Regions from separate parts of the Mus musculus genome. Here region 2 is linked to region 1. A link is a contact called in public promoter capture Hi-C data. All regions are on one chromosome and are shown on one strand. Each heading gives the region's core, a stretch centred on a gene start, on an enhancer-like site or on the middle of the called end of the contact. The rest is flanking DNA. Distances are from core to core; before and after follow the strand shown.

Region 1 (4,388 bases), core at 127-2,626:
TGGTCTTAAGCATACAGGATAGCATACAGAAAAGACACCTACTTTCCTTTACTGAAGACCCAGGTAAATGGCTGATCTGCAAGGCTTTTCAACTTTTGGTTCTTTTGGTATATAGCTGGTGTGGAAACTATCCAATGTGGACAGCGACTGCATGCTCAATAGACTCGTCTCCTTCGATGTGGAACTGTGCAGAAGTTATGGACTCAACCAGGTCTGAACTCCTTCAGAGTACACCAGAGGTAAGTGCTCCTACCGTACCGTGGAGAACTTTCAAACTCTGTTCTATTTCTTGGCTATGTGTGAACACCTGGTTGTTTGTGAAGAGAGGGGAATGGACGTACTGTGAGTCATGAGATAGCCACGGCGCTGGAATTTGAACCCTGGCGTCCTGACTCTGTGCCCAGCAATTCTGCTTCTCCATTCTGAGCCTTTGGTGCCCCGTATACTGGTTTATGTCGCTCTGAGAGTTCTGAAGGACAGGAGAGACAGCTTGGCTAGAAAGACAAATCAGCAATCCCCTGGCGTCCTAGGACAAGTTCTATTCCTGGCTACTTTCCCCGCCCCCTGGTGGTTGACGTAACTGGAACCCCAGCTCCGCCCCAAGTAGGGGCCAGGCCCCTCCTCCGGACAAGTTTTAAACCAAATTCTGTTTTCCGGGATTGGCTAAACTTCAAAACAAAGGGGAGGAGAGATACTTGCAGTAGGCACCCTCCAAACCTTAGGCAGCTGGCTGCTTTATGGGTCCTGGACACGTGTCTGGCCACTGCGGTGCCTGGGGCTGCTAAAACCAACCCCCGGATTGTGCCACCCAAGTAATAAAACAGTGACTATATTGCAAGGGTGGCATAATCATCGTCACAATAACAGCTCTAATTATGCTATAACTACCATCTGCCTCCGCCCTAGCTTTTGCCCTGACTCACTCGACAGCACTCCAGCCGTCAGGAAAGAAACTGAGGCAGAGGTGGAGCCAGCAGGCTGTCAGATCCAACCTCCCCGATTTTTAACTTGTTGTCTGGGGTCAGCGCCGAAAGGTCAAACCCAGTTCAATTCTGATATAAGCCCTTCACCTCCGGTTACTGTCCCTAATCTCAGGCCACAAAGCCTTCCTACTGCCCCTAGAAGAGAAGCCGCTGGCAGTACGGGAAACTGGGTGCCGACTACAACTCCCCTTAGTCTTTGCGCTCAAGGCGCGCTTGCTGCCCTCGCCCCCGAAGCCACCTGTGACTCTCGCATAGCGATGCCTCTTGGGAATTGTAGTTCGAACTCGCATTCTTTAGCACTAAATCTCATAGCTGCGGACTCAGTATCCCTTGATGCCCTGCGGCTTTTTCTGACGCGACTAGGAGGACAGGGAAGGCAGGGGCGTGGCCTACAGTGGGCCACACCCCGCTCTCCTCCGGCTGGCCCGACTCGGCGGTGGCAGTAGGGGCGGCGGCAGTGGCGGGGGGGAGGGGTCGGGCGGGGGGCTGGTGGCAGCGGCGGATGGACTCGCGGGTATCGGAGCTGTTCGGCGGCTGCTGCCGGCCCGGAGGAGGCCCGGCCATGGGTGGAAACCTCAAAGCTCGGGGGGCCGGCGGTAGCAGCAGTTGCGGGGGCCCAAAGGGGAAGAAGAAGAACGGAAGGAACAGAGGAGGTAAAGCCAACAACCCTCCGTACCTGCCCCCAGAGGTGAGCACCTGAAAAGTGGCGGAGCCATGGGGAACTACTCTTCCGGTCCCCGAGACTCCAAGGAGGCGGGAGAGAGAAAATCAATCCCCCTTTCCGGTGTCAAGACCCAAGGGAGGAAGGACCGGGGAAGAGAACCCCTCCTCCTGTTCCAAGACCCCTACAAAGCGGGATCGTCAAGACTGGACGATCCTTTTCAGTGTCAGGACCTCGGGAAGGGACTGCCCCTTTCACCTCCATAACCTTTGGATTAGTGGGAACCGGGGATCCTTTCCTCTTGAGAAGAGCAGAGGATGTCTGAACCCCTACTTACTCTGGGAGTGGGGAAGGAACACTGTACTGGGAAAAGAGGGCAGGCAGAGTAACCAACGTTTTTCTAAACTTAATCCACAGGGAGAAGGGGAGTAGCCGGGACAAGAGCAATGTGTTCCTTCCCTATTCTTCAGTACCCACACACATTAAACCAGAGAACAGTTAGACGTAGCCCTCTGCCCTTTCCTTGTCCTGTGGGGCTGTGGACACAGAGAAGAGTCCGCACGAACCCGCTCTGGGAGTCCTCAAGGCAGAGAAGACTACTTTCCTTCCTCTTAAAATAGGAGAACCCAGTCGGGAGCTAGTGGGCTCGCCTTTAAGTCCCATCACTCTGGAGAGATGGCTCAGCGATTAAGAGCACTGTCTGTTCTTCCAAAGGACCCCCAGTTCAGTTCCCAGCACCCACATAGCTGCTCACAACGGTCTGCAACTCCAGTTCCAGGAAGTCTGATGCCCTCACACACATACATGCAGACAGAACACCAATGCACGTAAAATAAAAATAATGTAAAAAAAAAAAAAATCCCATCACTTGGGAGTCAGAGGCAGGGGGATCTCTGAGTTCAAGGCCAGCCTGGTCTACAGAGCAAGTTACAGGATAGCCATGGCTCCACAAAGAAACCTTGTTTTGAAAAACAAAGATGGGAGAACCCAAGGTGGGAAGAGCTTCAATGGGTGATTATGACTTTTAAGTGTGCACCAGAGTGATTCAGGTTGCTGTTCCTGCTCATAGAATTCTGATTCAGTGGGTGAGAGACGGGCCTGATTGTTTGGCATTTCTTACAAGCTAATGTTGTGGTCTTAGCACCACAATGGTCTTTGAGAACCATTGGCCAAGATTATCTTTCTACCATCTTTATAGTCAGCTATCCTAATTATTCACCTTCAGCAGAAGAGTAGAAAGGTTTCTTTGTTGATGGGAAAAGAGCTCCTACGCATTCCATGGTGTGGTTGACAGTATGGATAAAGACACCTCTAAGGACTTTAAAGACAGCATGATGACCAAGAGGGAAAGAGAAAAATAAAATGGCCAGAGAGGAGGAGCGCAGAAATGCAGGCAGACCAGGCAGACGGTATATAAGTCAAGCTCATACATAACCTTTTGTCCAGGGGGTGGAGGGTGGAGGGTGGCGCGGGGCAGGTGTGTGTGGCACACAGCCCAAAAGGTGGCTGTTGCTCGAAGAGGTTATGTGATGGTTTCCTGGTTTCACCTCACTGAGGCATGAAAAGGGCATAAAAAGCCACAGTGAGTTCACTTTATGGAGTCTGCCCCTAAGCTTTCCTGGTTTGTTTGGGTAAGTCCCAACTTCGGACTTCTGTTCCTCTCTTACCTGGGCCTCTTATCTCGGGGGCGTTTGTAGTGACCAGTGCTGAGTTCATACTTTGGCTCCGTTCCAGAGCCTGTAGCCTCTTACACTTGATGGCATCAGCTGAGAGGGAGGGGCCAGAAGGAAGTAGTGTCTACCAGATGGATGTCAAAAAGAAAGGCTTCAATATCCTGAACACAGAAAAAGAAACCAAAACCAAATACCCGAGCCCGCGCAGCAGTTGGAGGCTGTGGCGGGTGGGGGCAGAGAGGTGAGCTTGTGTCTAGGAAGATCAGTGCTGAAGACTTGGTGCTCTGATCTTAGATAAACGGGTGGTTTGCTGTGTCCTTACAGGCCTTTCCTCAGAGGCCACATGGAAGCTTAGCATCTGTCTTCCACTGCTTCTTGGCGGATGCCAGCACTGGCAGGTGCCAGTTGGGCTTTCTTCCTGCTTTCTGTGCCTGAGGTCATTGGGAATTGAGGGGAAGTAGGGATGGGGGTCTGGACAGGATATGGTAACTGCTTCCTGTTTCTTTTCAGGCTGAAGATGGAAACATCGAATATAAAGTGAGTCTTGCGTTGGGGAGGAGAAGGGAATGGATGGAGTTGCCCTTGTCAGTGGGAGGTGATCTCTCTGATAGCTCTCCAACTTGATGATGTGGCTTCATGCTGCATGGTATCATGGCGAGCTCTCTGAGGTCACTGTGTAAGGAAAGAATCACTGCTAGAGTGGTCAGGGCGAAGGATTTGTTTGTTTGATATATTTTTAAGATTTTTAATTTTTTTTTTCTTCTGGGTTTTTGAGACAGGCTTTCTCTGTAGTCTTGGCTGTCTTGAAACTCACTCCTTGGACCAGGCTGGCCTCAAACTCAGAAATCCTCCTGCCTCTGCCTCCCAAGTGCTGGGATTAAAGTCATGCCCCCCCCCCCCAAACCAGGTGAAAAGTTTTAATTTAAATATGTGCTTCTGAGTACAGGTACCCATCAGAGGCCAGAGTAGGGTGTCAGATTTCCCTGAAGCTGACATTTAAGGAGGTTGTCAGCTGTCTGACCTGAGTGCTGGGAACCAACCTTGGGTCCTCTGAGAGAGCACTATGGATTC
Region 2 (4,116 bases), core at 1,442-3,941, 1.5 Mb after region 1:
CATCTCATTACAGATGGTTGTGCGCCACCATGTGGTTGCTGGGATTTGAACTCAGGACCTCTGGAAGAACAGTCAGTGCTCTTAACCACTGAGCCATGTGTCTTTTTTCTTGTCAGTGCAAATGACAGTCAAACAACAAAGGCTGCTTATTTTCCATATTATTTTAATACTACTTTGGGTCTCAGAGACCCTCTGGAAGGCTCTTGAGATTCTTTGCACTTTCCAGGCAGCACAGACTTCAAGAGCCAAAGATGTAGTATGTAGTATGTGGTGGTGGGTTGATTTTCCTTCTAGCTGTTGGAAGTGCACAACTTCCTCACTCAGAAAAGCACCTTGTTAGGGAAAGAACACTAAGATACTGCCTGCTCCAAGAAAGCAGCTGGGAGCTGGGCAAGAGGAGAAAGGCACCTTTTAAGGTTTTTATTCACTTTTGTAAGGAGTCACAACTTAGAATTCCCAAAGAAAACTGTTAAATGGGACAACAACGAGAGGCACCAAGTTGTGGCTCTAATTAGGGATCTGTAGTCCGGAGACTTCTTGAATTATACTGCAGGGTTCCCTCCACCATAGGAACTAAACCCAGGGCCTCAGTCCTCTCCCAGGACTTGAGTTCTCCTCCTGTGCCACAATCAAATTTTTGCTTCCTTCATATTTACAGACATAAATCCTTGAACCACTGTAACATATAATACACGTTTATTTCTTATTGTTTTTCTTAAAACAAAAGTGTTTTCAGCCGCCTAAGGCTGTCTTGGGTGTTGTAACATATCTTATTTGGAGGGACCCTTCCCCGCAAGGTCTGGCAGGCCAGTGTACCCAGGAAGCTTGCCTACCTTGCAAAGGGAGTCTTTCTGTTTCAAAATGGACCTTATCCCTCTCGGAAGTCCCTGGGGCTACTGCCATCTAGGTCTGATTTATTTCCCAGTCCCCATTTGGGGAGCGATGAACCTTTTTCCGTCCCGTCGAAGAGGATTTCATAAGACAGCTGAATGCCGCCTGAGTCATCCGTGGTAAAAGTCCACACGTACGTGTGTGTGTGTGTGTGTCAGGGCGCCAAGAGTAACTGTGTGTATGTGTGTGTTCTCTGGCTGCTGCTACACCGTAAAGAAAACGCAAAAAAAAAAAAAAAATACCCGGAAGTGGGAAAGGCCTCTTTGGAGCAGCGAGACGTGCAGAAGGTAAGCCGCAGGGTATGCAAAATTCCTTTACCTTTACAGATCGTAGGGGTGGGGGTGGGGCGCTCGGAAAAGTGCCTGGCCCTTTAAGGAGGAGGGCCAGACAGTAGACTCTGTACCTTTAAGAGCCTCTTTGTCTAGAAACCTTCTTCCGTACCTCAACCAAACTTTGCCGGTGACTCGCGCCGCGCCGCGCCGCGTCTTAGCCTCTCACACCGGCCCGCCACAGCCGCTGACCCGAAACTTGGTGCCCACGGCACAAACCTGCGTAAAGGGCGCGGGGCCCCAGGTCGCGGCCGGGAAGGTGCGCCGTTGGCGCATTGCGGGACCTGGGGGCGGGGCTCTGACAGGCGGGCCAATGGGCGATAAGGGGCGTGGTCCGCCTGCTCGTCTTGCGCCCGGGTGACAGCTCGCGCGTGCTGATGATGGCGGTAAATAGAGAGGGGAGGGAGCTGGGAAGGGGGCGGAGGGCCGGCGGAGCGGCCGAGGGGGCGGCCCGGGGGGCGTGAGGGGCCGCAGTGGCTGGGAGTTCGCGCAGATATTCGGAGGCGGGGACACGCGGCCCGGGCATGCCGGCCCTCCCCTTTTAAAGGAAAGGGAAAAAAAAAAAAATCCCCTCACACACCCGGTGAGGGGCGACAAAGGCGGCGTGCGCCTAGCGGGCGGGAGGAGCGGCGGCAGGGGGCGGGACCGCGACGCCGGCGGGCCCCGGGCGCCCGGGGCGGGGACGGCGGGCGGCGACAGCGAAGGCGCGAGTCCCGGCGCGCGGACGCTGCGTTTTGGCGGGGTGGGCGACGTCTGGGTTGTGAGGTGAAAGGTTTGAAGGGAGAGAGGGGAAGGCAGGCTGGGGCGGGGACGGAAGGGTTTGCTGAGTAGGAGATGAAGAGGATTAGGAGAGAAAGGGTTAGAAGCCGGAGAGTGGAGTGAGAAAGAAACCCAGGCTGGCCCCGGGATGAGGTTAGGAAGCCCGGGGCTGGGAAGAGGGATCCGGGGTCAGGGCTAGGAGCAGGGGTCTGGAAGAGGCAAGGCTTGGCAGGTGGGAGGTGTTGGGCCAGGGCCAGAAGAGTTGCAAGTGGAAGACAAGGAAGGAGCAGAGCCGGGGTAGTAGTTGGGAGTGGAGGAGAGTGATTAAGAGCCAGACGTGACAAGGGTGTGAACTAGTGCAGAGCTGGGGATGAGCTGAAGGGCTGGGAGCCGCTGGGGTGGGATCGACAAGGTGTGGGTCAGTAGCTGGTGAGGGGTGTAAATTCTGTAAAGTGAGGGAGACAGGAGACCTGGATCACAACCAGGTGGAATCAAGAATCGGACGTTAGTGGAAGGGCTAACGGGAAGCGAGCTGAGAGCTGGGCGTTAATAGGACAGTTCTGGGAGAAAAAGAAACAACGCTGAAAGGACGCTAGAAGCGGGGTGGAAGGAATGATGGTGAGCTGGGAAACTGGAGAATTGCTTGTCGAGGAGGTTCAGCAAGGTAAAGATAGTGGAGTCAAAAGATTGGCCGAAAGGCAACCCGAGGAGATGGGCCCTGGGAATTAAAGGATGGAATGGGGAGTGGGGAAAGAGAAAGGAGATTAAGGCAAGCTAGGGAAGTCCTGGTGGGTATAGAACTGGGGTGGGCTGCACAGGAGTGGGAAACGAATGTTTTGCCCTGAAGTGCCCCAGAAGGTCTGGAAGGGGCAGGGCACAAACGCTGTAGTGAAGGATCTGAAGTAGAGAGCCTTTGGTGCAGAAGATAAGGAACCATGGTGAGTGAAAGGGGACCTAGAAACAGGGGGAAAAGACTGAGAAGTGGGGGACCAGATGGGGGTGCAGCATAGGAGTTCTTTGTTAAGAGAAATGTGTATTGAATTTGTGAGTCCTTTTGTCCCTAATAGTAGGAAATTCCAGAAACCTTTTTCTCTCTTCAAGGAGTCTTGGATCCAGTTTCCATCTTTCGCCTGAAAATCCACTTTCATGTCCACTTTGAAAAGATGAGACCCATTTTTACTTGATTTTGTTCTTGTGGGATAGAAAAATTGGCAGCCTTGGGTGCTGAAAACCTCTTGGTTTCACTAATGTTGTGCTAAAGGGTAAATGAATTGTGTTTATTTACAATGTGCCTGTGGGATGTGGTAGTTGGGGTGGGTGGAGGAGCTGTTTTAGAGCTAACGACGCTGGCCAGGGCCAGGGCATCTCATTGAAGAGTACACCGTTGGGGAGAGAAAGACATGGTTCATTTGGTTTTTATTAATCAGACAGATTTCTGCCTAATTGTTTTCAGCAACTGAAGAATATGGAGAGAGAGAGAGAGAGAGAGAGAGAGAGAGAGAGAGAGAGAGAGAGAGAGAAAGAGAAATAACTAACCAGGGAAGTTTACTGAGCAGGAGTCTGAAGTCACTGCTCTAAGGGCGTTGAGTTCGTATGCTGCTTGCAGCTTTGTGTGGAACATTTTTCATGGGGTAATTTCTCCCCAGATCTTCAGACAGTGATGGAGAAAGGTTGACTGCAGAGCTGAGGAGAGTTTTAGAGCTGTGAACTCATCTTTTAGATTGCATAATGGCTTTATGAGTACCTTTTATGAAAAAACTTCTGTAAGATAAGATTGCAGTCCCTCTGCCTGTTGTATTGTATGATTGTGAATAGGAAGGGCATATTAATATTCTTTAGAACCCTTTGATTTGTAAGGCACATTTTTAATGAAAATAATTACATTTATTTGTATGTATGTGGAGCAGTTATGGAAGTCAGAGGACAACTTGTGGAAGTTGGCTCTTTCTTCGCATCATTTATGTACCGAGGATTGAACTCAGATAGTCAGGCTTGGCAGCAAGCTCTTTTACCCAATAAGCCATCTCTCTGGCACTATAAGACCATTTTGGAAATTAAAGGGAAGATGAGAATTTGGGGACAAATTTAAACTTATTCTTTATTGGTAGTGTGCTTTAGTGATTTTTCATTCTGAAGT

What was found. Promoter capture Hi-C pulls out the DNA fragments that hold promoters and counts their contacts.
Region 2: a contact with region 1 is called in a promoter capture Hi-C map of liver, with 4 times the contacts expected there. The contact joins the promoter of Usp49 here to the promoter of Gtpbp2 in region 1. A contact is called at or near these places in 2 of 39 promoter capture datasets (both in liver) and 1 of 115 datasets of contacts at active chromatin or transcription factors (astrocytes).

The regions. Positions count from the first base shown.
Region 1 is chr17:46,159,656-46,164,043 of GRCm38.p6, forward strand. Gtpbp2 (GTP binding protein 2) reads left to right here and starts at 1,377. Exons shown (of 12, transcript NM_019581.3): 1 at 1,377-1,671; 2 at 3,828-3,854. The coding sequence starts at 1,486.
Region 2 is chr17:47,627,999-47,632,114 of GRCm38.p6, forward strand. It overlaps Usp49 (ubiquitin specific peptidase 49), which reads left to right and starts at 2,692. Exons shown (of 7, transcript NM_198421.2): 1 at 2,692-2,917. The region is part of intron 3 of Gm20517 (predicted gene 20517); the gene reads left to right.